Linked DNA regions of Anas platyrhynchos: region 1 is linked to region 2. A link is a contact called in public Hi-C data. All regions are on one chromosome and are shown on one strand. The core of a region is the stretch at or near the end of the contact, and the rest is flanking DNA. Distances in the headings are between cores, read along the strand shown.

What was found. Hi-C and Micro-C count contacts between places; a contact is called where the count stands out from the background.
Region 1: a Hi-C map of skeletal muscle shows a contact between it and region 2, with 2.8 times the contacts expected there. The contact joins two enhancer-like sites. A contact is called at or near these places in 3 of 8 Hi-C or Micro-C datasets (liver, skeletal muscle and subcutaneous adipose tissue).

Annotation. Positions count from the first base shown.
Region 1 is chr8:33,202,706-33,206,121 of IASCAAS_PekinDuck_T2T, reverse strand. OSBPL9 (oxysterol binding protein like 9) reads right to left here. Exons shown (of 23, transcript XM_072042018.1): 9 at 1,846-1,939; 10 at 1,220-1,321; 11 at 923-1,082; 12 at 146-258. Among named protein-coding and RNA genes, the nearest start is that of NRDC, 37 kb to the left of the region's middle. Within about 2 kb of position 1,946, at least 2 of the 8 cell types and tissues checked have an H3K27ac peak or open chromatin away from gene starts, as enhancers often do.
Region 2 is chr8:33,161,761-33,165,069 of IASCAAS_PekinDuck_T2T, reverse strand. It overlaps OSBPL9 (oxysterol binding protein like 9), which reads right to left. Exons shown (of 23, transcript XM_072042018.1): 2 at 2,051-2,101. Among named protein-coding and RNA genes, the nearest start is that of OSBPL9, 10 kb to the right of the region's middle. Within about 2 kb of position 1,534, at least 4 of the 8 cell types and tissues checked have an H3K27ac peak or open chromatin away from gene starts, as enhancers often do.

The DNA of each region.
Region 1 (3,416 bases), core at 697-3,196, 41 kb before region 2:
CAGTAAAGGTTTATCTACAATCAGTAGATAAACCATTTTCCACAAGTATCTCGCCACATACTTACGATCATACACGTAACAACACAGTTTACAGATAGAAGAACAATCAAAAGCTCCTTACTAAACGTTCATGCAATCTACTCACCAGCGTCATTTGTCCCATTCGACATGGAAGAATTGAGAGACTCTGTGGTATCCGGACGTTTCAAACTACTTCCTGTGCTGCTGCGAGTCAGGACTGCAGCAGAACCTGAAGAACTGAAGAAGAGTAATAAGGACTCAAGATTCACAATGAACAAATTCAAACCAAATTATCAGATATTGATACACACAGGCTTCAATTTCCTAAGGAGTTTACTGACAGAGCTTAGTATATGTGCTGCAAGCTAATTCAAGAAAACTCTAGCATCTCTTAAAATCATTTTTCTGATCAATAAAAAAGAAGAATAAATAGAGACTTTGGGGGAAGGCAGCAACTTAAAGTTTTTGTTTGTCTTGTTTTTCTAATTAATGTGACGAGTAATTAGCTATTTATGAAACAAATAGCTATGAAATACTCTGTAGTCTCAGACATTCTCTGAGCTGGTGGCTCCCCTAGTTCAATGTGTGTTAAAAGCTTTGTCAACATACATGTCTGATGGAATGGGAAGGAACAGGGGAGGAAACTGCATCCCTGACAGACAGCTATGCTTGGGGATGAGGTATTTTTATTCTGTTGCATAAAGAGTGGATTGGCTTTTTTAAGCCAATCTGTCTTCTTTGCTTATTTAGCTTAAGTAATGACTACAAGTAGACAAGCCATGTACTTGGAGATTTTAAAAAACAACCAACCAACCAACCACCACCACCACCAAACACACAAAAAACAACCAACCAAACAAAAAACCTATTCAGCATATACTGCGTTCTTTCAGCTACTTACTCTATACATCTCTTTGGGGAAGAACTGCTCTGGTAGAATTCATCAGCATCATAGAATTCATCCTCACTGCTTGAGTAAGAAAAATCCGGAACTGTGTTCGGAGAAAGATTGACATGGCTTGGAGAAGTGAGGCTACTGCTTGGTGCTGATTGCCCACTTCCTGTGGAGTATTAAACGTTGTGGATTTAATTAAACAAACAAACAAAAACTGTCAAAGTCAAGGATGGAAAAGCATATATAGAAAGCATATATTCAGTTTTAGTTTCTTGAACCCCAGACATTCAGACAGCACTGTACCTGTACTATTTGGTGTTGGAGTCTGATTTCCAAGGGATGCTACTACAGGTCCCACTGGCAAAGACGAGGGTCGCTGCTCTGACTTGCATAACTGAGCGGGTTCTAGGGCACAGTTTGATACGTTAAACCCAAAAGTCACATTGAAATACGAAAATTATACTTTTGTTGGGAAAGAGATTCCGCATTATTTCAGCTGGCCTTCAAGAAATAAATCCTTACCTACAAAAGCCACCCAGAAAAAGCATGCTTCCATTGATGTCAGCTAGCGCTTTTTTTTTCTTTGTGAAGCAAAGCTGACATTTTAAAAATTGACATTAGTTATCTAGAATGCACTTCTATTTTCCCAAAACTGTAGTTTAATTTCTTCTAAGAAAGTATACTAGAAGTGTAGGCAGGTAACTTAGAACAAGTAAAACAGATCAGCTTATCCGCAGAACTAGTGGCACTAACTCCCTTCCCTTCCTTTGCACCACTGTGGTGAGCATCCACCACCACGTGCAGTGGGCACCTCTACACAGCGTGTCTGACACAGAAGCTCTCCACCTTTATGCAGCCCCTCCAGCTAGAGCACAGTTGCATCCTGCTTGTTTCTACGTTTCTACTGAGCTTGTCTCTGTAGAGCATACCTGGAGGTATAACAGTCTGGGAAGGCATTGCGCTGATCACCGGCTGCTCCAAAGGACTGGGCTGATAGACTGCGTCAACAGGGTTTATAGTGCTCTGAGATGAAAAAAAAACAAAAGCACATTTTTTTCCTCAATTAAAAAAAAACAAGCATAGATAATGAGAACACTGTGAGCACAAGAAATGCTCAAATGCAAGACAGCAAATTCCTGAGAGAGAAAGCGAAACACAAATCGACAGCTGAGGACATGAGAAATACGTTCAAAATAGTAGTAGTTTGATTCTTTGCACAAATTTTTAAGTACTGAACTGAATTTGCTACAAATTTTACTAGTCTATGAAGAATTCTTATTTCAAGTTCTAGGTTCTGGTATTCCTTTTAATGTCCATTAATAAATACTGCATGCAAAGAGGAGAAAGGTAAGACATAAATCATCTGGCAAAAATTAGGAGAGGTAATCAGTAGTTTGAAAACATTTTGTTCAGAAATTAATTTGTCCAGACCATAATAAATCAACCCATGAATTAAATCAGGAATCATCAGCACATTTACAGCCAGGAAGCACCACTTTGTTGCCAAAATTCAGCTGAATGCAAGCTGACAGTTTTCAGAGCATCTCCAGTAATGGACATTTCGATGTACTCGTGAACACAGGCACTTTGAAAGCAAAGCACCAACTCGACTCATTATTCACTGACTTCAGGATGAGTGCTTGGCTTTTATACAACAAAGACCTCTTGGAAATCTCAACTGCAACGCCTTTTAATCCAAACTGGCACGATTTTGCCTTGCTTCACTGACTTTTAATCATCTAAGCATTATTTCTTTCTGTTCCAAGTAGGCTTACTTGCAACAACCAGAATTTGGGTATTGTTCTTGGATAAGAGGGATGTAAAACCCTTTTCCATGTATTTTGCAATTAAAAAACATTGATCTACATCAGAACTGTGAAGATCCTTGCCTGCTTGTTAGATCTTGCTACCATGCTTCCATTTAAAGATTTCAAGCCCAGATACTAAACCCCCAAAAACTGGCTTAAAAAAAAAAAAAAAAAAAGTTAGATGAGCTTTGCCTTTAAATTTAATCTGTATGCTTATATTTCTATCCTCTTAGATTATTAAAGTACTTAGAAGCTTCCAACTGCTCTTCCCTCCCTTCATACTGTGAGTTTTCACGTGCATGCAGACTGAGGGAAATGGAGTCCTTTTGACCTCTTCCTACAACAGGCAGACTGCATTCTTGCCTCTTCTCCTGGATAACCACTATTTGGAACTTTGTCCCATGTTAAAAACCAGTGAAGCCGTGACGATTTATTTTTTTTAATAGCACAGAATTTCTCTCATATTAAAAACAAAATTATTGTTCCCTGGTTATCTTAAAAAAATCTCCAGTTAGAAAAAAAGAGGCATAAAAATTGCTTTCCAAGTTTTTGGTGGTGTCACTTATTGGTATGCAAATAAATAACCCAGAGCATTTACTGTTACTCCATGGCATCCCACCATAAAACCAACCTCCCTTAGCCATTACTCCAACTGGTTGTGCAATTACGCATGCAACACAGGCAGGTTCCTG
Region 2 (3,309 bases), core at 285-2,784:
AGCACAACGCTCCACAAAGTGCATGAGCTCAGATCACAGCACGAAGGCTAAGTGAGCATAAGCAGAGAAGATGCTTCTTTTGTCATATAGACAATACATATTGACAAGTGAAAAAAAAATAGCACATGAAACTTGAAGTGTTTATTACAGAAAGCTTAGGCAGGACCTAAGCATAGTACAGATGACAGATTCCTCTACCAGCACACCTTCCTAAATACACCATGACAGTAAACAAAAAACGTAATTTGAAGATGAAACTCCATGACCTATGGAACATGAGTATAAAACACAAAAAGGCAAGGAACAAGCTTATAAAAATCCATTCAAGAAAAAGGGAGGTATTTTAGGCAAATTGCTTAAACTACATGCTTGTTTATGTTCACACCTAGAGTTACAAATCAACAATTGCTCTCAACAGAAAACCTCTTTGATAAAATTTCAGACTGCAGAAGCCCATCTGTTCAGCTATTGGTATCATTGTCATCTGCCAGAAGAGCTGCTTTACAAAAGCAAAAAGACGACGACCCCTTCCTCCCTCACAAAATAAACCCCACACACACATTCAGATAGAGTCAGCAAACCTCAGCAAAACTCCTAAGAGTAATCTGCTGTGGGAGAGTGGCAGATGGGGAAAGAGAAAGGGATTGTTTTATCTTAAATGCATATAAAAATGGATAATGCAATGTTGAACAGATTGTTCACTTTTAATATTTCCTAAACTGACAGGCTGAGGCCAACCTCCACATTTATATGCTCACAACAAAATTAAAGCAGGCATTCTTTTTCAGACTACATTTTACTACACAATGCAAAACAGCACCCACCAATCTTTGGGAATGTAATGTTGTAGACAGTGGTTTGAGTTTACATTACCCTTTAAGAAGTTACGTATTATGTTACCAGTACCCTAAAAAGGCAAAAGTGCAGTAAAGTCATCTGGAATCCAGATGAATGGGGATTCTCTGTATGAAGCTCAAAAGGAGACCACTTTATTAGGCCCCCAGAAAGTGGTAACAACTGAATAAAGGAAAAACTGGAAAAAAAAGAGACAGAGTTCTGCTGCAACACTCATCAGATTGTGACAATCAGATTGTGTGACAAATCCCCTTCTCTACATTTCTTACTTCAAGACTCAAAATGCTCTCATTTATGCCCATTACCCTCCTGACTCATTCCCCCTATTTACATCAGCATCTCACAAGACCACTGCATACTGGAGCCATAGACTCTATGAGAAACAGGAAAAAACACAGCAAAAGGACTTGTGCAAGAATATTTTTTGGTAAGTGCACAATCACAAAGTAGAAACTGAGCATGTGCAAAGCCACCACAGCATTCCTGGCTCTCTGCAGTACTGTCACTTCAAGCCACAAGAGCAGCATTCACAGCTGAACGTCCCAAGCCAGGACGGGTAACACCCAGTTTTCCTGTGCTGTGTCTTCCTGCCTCTGTTTCCCCATTATGTACCCCCCCTCAGCTGACATTTCAAAACCTTTCTTCCTTCCCTTTCCACTCTTTTGTTTTGCTTCTGTAAAGACCACGTGCTGTGTGACGTTACTACACAGCACTACAGCACCCTGAACGAAGCACAGGCAAGCTGCAGGCCTAGAGTGTCCAAACTGGCAGAACAGAGGCTCACAAGCAGAATAAAAGCAAACCAGGACAGAAGGAATGCAGTTTTACAACAACTTCTGTAGGTACAGAACGTATCTATATACGTACATATCCAAACACACAAAGAAATGAGAACTGCAAACAGCAACTTTTCTGCAGCATTTTACTGCCAACCCATCTTACTCTGTCCTATGATGCTTTTTAAGACAACGTATAAAATGCATAACACTTTTATACAATATATAAAATAACAGAATGCAATCAGCCCACAATGTCATTTGACCTCTAATGTTTTCCATCTTTAAGTACTTTCACTATTTCAGTATTTCACAGAGTCAAGAATAGAGCCTAAACCTCAAAAGTCTCCTTGCAGTTCTCTCCAGTAGGCCATAATATCCACAGTAAGTCATTAAGTACCAAAGAAAATAAAACTTACCCTGAGTCTAACACATCCTCGGCGTGACCCTCTCATCATCTTGTCTTTTGACTGAAAAGCAAAAAAAAACACATCACTGGATTAACAAATATGGTAAGAAGTGCAAGGAGGAAGTTATTCAAGGCAATTAAGAATAAACCATGTTCGTATAATGCTTTATTGACTGATTGAACGATCTCTGTTACAAACTAGGTTTGTTCTGACACAAAAGAGAGGACAACACCATGGTATGACAAAGTAATCCTTCCAAAAAATAAGAATACGGTACCATGCTTCGAAAAATTTTCAGAGATATGTTGAAGAAATAATTGGAAGATGCAGTCTGCACCTTTACAGAAAGTCAGAAGATATGAAGAAAGACACTGATTAAGGAATACTGAAAATTGGCAGAGTGATGATTTACATCTACCTCCTGCCTCTCCTGCTCTCAGGAGAGCGCCCATATAACATGTTTCTGTCAGAAAGTTCCCTATAGTCATTCCCCTTCATACATACATAAATGTCACGTCCAGACAAGTTTCTAAGTCTTATATCCTGCTTTTATTCCAGGAGTTAGAAAATTCATGTCTATAGCCATTCAAGTGATAAGATTGCAGACCAGAAACCAGAATTCCTCCGTCCAGAACCAGTGCCTAAAACTGTAGCCTAGCCCACCTTGCACCTAAATTACTGAATCTCTTCTTTAGTAGCTCTGTTTGAAACATTGACTAGCTAATTGTAAACATCCCACCCACTGCTAGCTCAAAACTGTGATCTTAATCTTTCAGCTATTCCCAGCAGTGCCTAGGGTAGATTTTGTCAGCACATGTCTGCCAATGCCATGTTATTGGGCACTACTGGCAAGCCCAAGTAGTACACACACAAACCTATTGAGATAAATAAAAAGGAAAGAAAACATCTGGAGGAATCCTAAATATTTTGTTTTCTGATAGATGCAAAACATCTTCTGGTTTTCAATTACCTCCCCCTTGTTATTATTTTTTAATTATAACTTTTATGCCATCGTAACCTTAGCTACAACGTCTTTAGTCTTGCCTAATACAACCCCTTCTCTGTCACCACCCAGATACAAACTACATTCGTTCAGGTCATGAAAACGTAGGTAATGCTGTGGTGGCACGAACAGGTTCTCTGCCCGTCACCTCTGTAACACGCTCTTCTCTCCACCAAGATCCTAATACCTCCATGTGCACAACGTATCACTGTGATTATGACCTGCCCTATTTTCACTGGAGCCACTAGACAGTGAATTCTTGATA